Regions from separate parts of the Salmo salar genome. Here region 1 is linked to region 2. A link is a contact called in public Hi-C data. All regions are on one chromosome and are shown on one strand. The core of a region is the stretch at or near the end of the contact, and the rest is flanking DNA. Distances in the headings are between cores, read along the strand shown.

Region 1 (2,835 bases), core at 318-2,817, 130 kb before region 2:
GGTTGCATCACTGCCTGGTATGGCAACTGCTCGGCCTCCGACCGCAAGGCACTACAGAGGGTAGTGCGAACGGCCCAGTACGTCACTGGGGCCAAGCTTCCTGCCATCCAGGACCTCTATACCAGGCGGTGTCAGAGAAAGGCCCTAAAAATTGTCAAAGACTCCAGCCACCCTAGTCATAGACTGTTCTCTCTGCTACCGCATGGCAAGCGGTACCGGAGAACCAAGTCTAGGTTCAAGAGGCTTCTAAACAGCTTCTACCCCCAAGCCATAAGACTCCTGAACATCTAGTCAAATGGCTGCATTGTTGGTTAGGGGCTCGTATGTAAGCATTTCACTGTAAGGTCTACACCTGTTGTATTTGGCGCATGTGACTAATGCAATTTGATTTGATTTAATTTCTAAAACTGATCCTTCATTATTTTACTCCTAAATTTAACCAAACCCTTAACCCGGGCCTAACCCTTCCCTAACCTAATTTTAACCCGTTTGGAAATTAAATATCATTTTGCAGTTTGCACGCCAGACACGGTCCCCTTCGTTTTTCCCGATCAGGACAGAGCAGCTATAGGCCTGAGGATAGTGTGAGGAGAGCAGGGCCAGTTAAACAATAATTGTGTTTTGAAGTGTTTTGATAGAGACACGGTAGAGAGGCCCCTTGGCTCTCTTGCCTTCTGGGTTTCTGATGGGCAAATGAAGAGTTTTCCCTCCAGGAGATGATCTATAAGAAATGAATAATTTAATGTATGACTTTTTGTTTTCTGATACAATTGAAACTTTCTAAATCAATTCTGGCCTCTTGTCAAATAGTCCTACTCCAGTCTCCTTTTAACTTCATTTATCACCTGATTTACAAAAGGCACATCTCAATAGGTGGTCCAGTTATCCTCATGATGACATGGTGTCTCTATTGCTTCTCTATTGTTCCCACCAGTGAGTGTGGAGGCTGATGACATCAGAGGGCACCATCATACCACATCCTTGAATGGCCTACTCCTTGAACTTTGCAGTTATGTCTAAAAAGACACTATTTTGCTCAAAACATATATTTTTAACCTTAAGTGTGTGTAGGCCTACATTACTGTATTTATTATACATGGGATATTGTTTTTCAACAGGATAAATTCAACATTAGCTGGAGCGCGTCTTTCAAGGTGTTGTCCTTTGACCACTAGATGTCCTCAGTCGTATTTAGATCATGATTCAAACGTATATTGATTGGCTGACATGTACCAACCTTTGTGGGAGTAAAGCATAATGTTAAAAATATGGTTGTTTCATTTTATTATTGAAAGAAAATAGAATACGATAAAATATAATGGAATACTATAGAATATAAATCTTCCAGAATGCCATCATGACATGTTTAATAAACTGTGAAAAAATGGTTTAATAAAATGTGAGCATGCGATTTTTGGTAGTAGCTCTTTTGGATATAATGTAAACCTTTTCTAAGCCCCTGCGTGTTGCCAGACAGTGCAGATTCAAAGGATTACATTTTGCAGTCGGTTCGTTTCTTCAACCTTGAACCTACGTATAGCAGCAAACGATCCGGTAGGAACGCCTCCTACCATGAATGTCAGCTCAATTGCCCAATGAGAGCACAGAGCAAGACAGCAGTTCCTGTTTCAGTGGGTATGTTAGCCTCAGCAGCGAGAGGGAGCCTGTCGAAACAAGGTACCAAACATTTCCTTAATTGTTATGTAGATAGACTGTAACTATCAAGATGTTGTCCACGGGGGTCATGCAACAGTGTTTCAATGAAGTATAACGTCAGAACTAATGTAGGCCTACATTGAAGTTGGCGTTTGCTAGAGAGTGGATGCGTTAATTTCTGTGCTCTCCAGTCACTTTTCCAAGGCTATGATTGAGGATGTGTTGTTTTGGTATTGAGTTTTCTATGCTTATTTCCTAGCTACTACAATATATCAAACTTGACCCTGGTGTATTAATAACAGAAAAGAGAGTTTGCTTCAGTATTTTAGAATCAACTATTCTTTGCACGCAAACTATGCAGAATAATTATCTTTTCAAATGTTATTTTTCTTTTGACCGCAGCTAGTTGGTGGCACCTTAATTGGGGAAGACAGGCTCATGGTAATGGCTGGAGCAGGTAGTGGAATGGTATCAAATGCATCAAACACATGGTTTCCATTTGTTTGATGCCATTCCATTTGCTCCATTCTAGCCATTATTATGAGCTGTCCTTGCAGCAGCCTCCACTGCCTTTTGATACATTTATGAGTTTTAAAGCATTAAATAGTCTATCATGGGTCTCAACAGTCTACATGTTGCTCAAAATCTAAGTTAGATTGTAGTGCTGGAGTGATTCAATGAAATGTTTTGGCAATGTGTGGTGGTGGTGGTCAATGTCAAAGTTCAAGAGTTTGTCTGATATGAGATTAAAGCGGCACCCCAGACTTTAAATCACCCAACATTATACAGTAGCCCACTGGGGATTAGCTGACCAGAGAGGATCTTAAAAATTGGCTTTATTCCTGCCATTGTTCCTTTTGTCATAATTGCATTATGAATCATGCATTGGCTGGCCTGATTTTGTATTGTGGAAACAAAAATGTTAATTGTTCATTGACGTATCATAGATTAATCAATTGTTGATTATTGATCTATGTGTATTCTGAAGTATTGGTTTGTGTTTCTAGGCATTGTGTGTGAGGGTCCCGTCTTCTGATATTACCTGGACCTCCACAGAGACTGGGCCTGCTGTGGAATTTCCACCCCTCAGAAAGAACGACAGCTGGGACAGAGAACAGACAGCAACATCCACATACAGGAGAAATAATAGCCTGGAAGTTCCTAGAGGCAGACTGGAAG
Region 2 (3,093 bases), core at 594-3,093:
TGCTTTGGCAATGTTAACATATACTTCCCATGCCAATAAACCCCCTTGAATTGAAATTGTGTAATCAAAAGTGGGCCTAAGGAGGCAATAGTGTGATGGTCACAGTCATATATCTGCTTGTTTGTTCCACTTACATCATCCATAAACTACCTAATACAAATACAGTACATGTCAACTTGCTTCAGTCATTTAAGTAATGTACCAATTGACTTGTCAATGATTATTACCTTGGTAAGAACTCAATTGCGTGCCCCATGTCTCCTTAAACACCATTGGATGGAAAAAGCCCTTCTGACCTTTTCCTCCAATGGGTTTTGAGAAGGAGACCGGACGCGAGGAGTATGCAGTTGACATTTTCTCCATGCTGCTTGTGCTCACTACAGAGGGGAATACCGACTCCTCCTCCCAGCGCATTCATTCGTGATAAATGGACATTTGCCAAGCAACATGACTGTCCTCTTCGCAGACCAGCCCGTCTACTTTGCGTTCCCGCCATTCATTCGAATTTCGAACTCTCCGAGATCCTCAGCGACTCTCAATGGTTACAGAATCTACTAAAATCCCCAGCAACAAGAGCGGCGCTGTGATGTCGACGAATCGCCATTGCATAACTCAGAATTGTCTCGAGCCAACAAAATGAAGGGCACACGAAAATAAAATCAAACCACACAAGCAAACATTCTACACGATGCCGAATGGCATGCGTGAACATAAGCAGATTACGTTGTAACTATGAATTTTGATATTACAAAGCAAGAAACGTCGTAAATGTTTGTCTTCCTCACAAGGGCAGCCATGACACACGACTTTGTGCCCTTTTTGAAGAACCCTAGAAGCAGTCTTCTGCATGTGCATACCATACCGCCCACCGAGCGTTGGACATATATCCCAACAAATTAAGTTATTTGAATGATATTGCACTGTCAAAAGGATACACGGAATGCAATTAAAATTCAATGGTATTATACAATAAGTGTAGTCCTATTTGCCTAAAAAAAAAGATTGATGTCACCAACTTTATTTCTGCCGAATGGCCATCTCACGACATAGCTAACCCCCTACACCTCTTTGTCTGGCTTTAAGTAAATGTCATTTAAACAACCACCATTGGGGGGGGGGGGGGGGAAATTATTATTATTTTTTTTTTTAAGTGCCAAATCCACTCCAATTTACAAGACTGGATAAGGTAAATATAAAGTACCAAGTATTTAACCAGTCTTAATTTCCGAAGAGTAAAATGACAGCGTAAAAAAGATAAGACGAAGAAAACCCGCCACTTCGCAAATCAAAACAAGAGTGATACATTTTAAAACTCCTGACTGCACACAACAGCAGTGTAACAATGTTGCAGCGAAGTGGACCAAAACAACTTGCATTTGCGGCTACATTTCAACAATTGTACGTGCAAAAAGAAATGCATTTCATGCAATTATGTTTTTATCTATCAAATGACAATCAATACAAAAATATTGTACTTACTTTGCTCCTTTTAGGCATGGCTGTTTTGCGTATTTGTTAAAAGAAAAAAAAGAGGGCAATGTTCCAAAACGGAGCAAGAAAAATACTGTTCGGTATAAGATTCAAACAGTACGTTCTATTACAGCGTAGCGAGACGTTAATGTTCCATTGGAACAAAACTAGCTCAAACCGGATTGGATTCCACCCCCCTTATTCAATTCATTACAGCGCTAACCTGACGGACAAGACACTCTCCGCCCCTGGCCGTTGATTGGCTTTAGGAGTCGTCAACACATTTTCAAATCATAGCGAGATACCTGTGTGGATATCTTTACATGCCAATCAGATCTATATTTATTTGCCTTTCGACGAGGGTTGGGAAACCACGACACACATTCCTCATATTGTTTTTCTCATACCCTTTATGGCAAAATGTTGGTTAAAACGTTAAGCTCCACATATGGAGAGATTCCATACACACAATACCCCATATTATCAGAATACAAAGTAACAATGCAGTATTTTGATACACGTTGGATTTTGGGGGGAAATAAATAAAACAGGCCAACGTCACTAGGCAAAAATACAAAATATTTAGTAAAAAAATGATCTACACCGGGTAGAAAGACAAGGGGGTGTGCTTCCCTAGCGACGGCTATTGTAAATAATCAAAGGAAAATGGCGACTGTGTACGTCTGGTTGCTGGTGTTAGGGTCTGTGGTCTTGTGCAACTTCGTCAAAATGTTGTTACCTTCAATTTCCTCCTATGTGAGTATGCCATTCATGTGGTAACATTGTGTAGAAATTGTAGCCCAGTTGTACCGGTAAATGTGTGCTCAAACTTTTAAGTTGCTCCGGCATGTTTATCTGTAACATTTTAGCACAGAGACATTATGTTCGTTCTACTGTGAGGGATTGACAAAGACCCGCCGGCAGTTAATGGCTGGTTGTGACTGTACATCTCCCTCACCAAAACGATGTAATCTGCGCTTTGAAATTTATTTGACTTGATCATCCCTTGCTCATTTTAGCACCATAGGCGTTTTCAGTCTATGACATTTCCGCGATACAACGGTAAATGCCAGATTTGGGTAGGTAGTAAATTTGAGTTTGAAATCTGGAAAGTAACATCACGTGTATAATGGAGTCTAACGTTAGCTGTGCATATCTCATGGGTTTAGTGCTATGACAAAGTGATATTGACTCAAATGACCTTTTTTTTCTCTCCATAATCAACATTTAAACTAATGTAAAATCTTGTCAGATTCATAAACACCAAATTCCGTGTTGGCCACATAGTAGGCCACAGCAGCAGATAGTGTTGTCACGATACCAGCATTTTGACTTCAAGTTTAATATATACTTGACACTCGATACCTTGACAACAAAACAAGAATGCATATTAGCTAAAGTAATCGAATGGCGCTTGATCCAGACAGATAAATTCAGCTACTGCTCTGTTCAATTATTGGGCATCTATTGAGCTCAATATCAAATCAACTTGTATTGGTCACGTACACATATTTTGCAGATGTTATTGCGGGTGTAGCGAAATGCATGAAATCATTGCGTTAGAATTGTTTTACTTCAAAGTTTTTCTGAGACAGCCATGTATGCATTCATTATTCAATTATA

The links. Hi-C and Micro-C count contacts between places; a contact is called where the count stands out from the background.
Region 1: a Hi-C map of muscle shows a contact between it and region 2, with 5 times the contacts expected there. The contact joins the promoter of LOC106567909 here to the promoter of get1 in region 2. A contact is called at or near these places in 2 of 3 Hi-C or Micro-C datasets (blood and muscle).

The regions. Positions count from the first base shown.
Region 1 is chrssa13:81,586,717-81,589,551 of Ssal_v3.1, reverse strand. LOC106567909 (glucose-6-phosphate exchanger SLC37A4) reads left to right here and starts at 1,567. Exons shown (of 10, transcript XM_014137793.2): 1 at 1,567-1,677; 2 at 2,664-2,835.
Region 2 is chrssa13:81,453,347-81,456,439 of Ssal_v3.1, reverse strand. get1 (guided entry of tail-anchored proteins factor 1) reads left to right here and starts at 1,843. Exons shown (of 5, transcript XM_014137805.2): 1 at 1,843-2,226. The coding sequence starts at 2,137. It overlaps LOC106567917 (non-histone chromosomal protein HMG-14), which reads right to left and starts at 1,725. Exons shown (of 6, transcript XM_014137806.2): 1 at 1,480-1,725. The coding sequence starts at 1,497.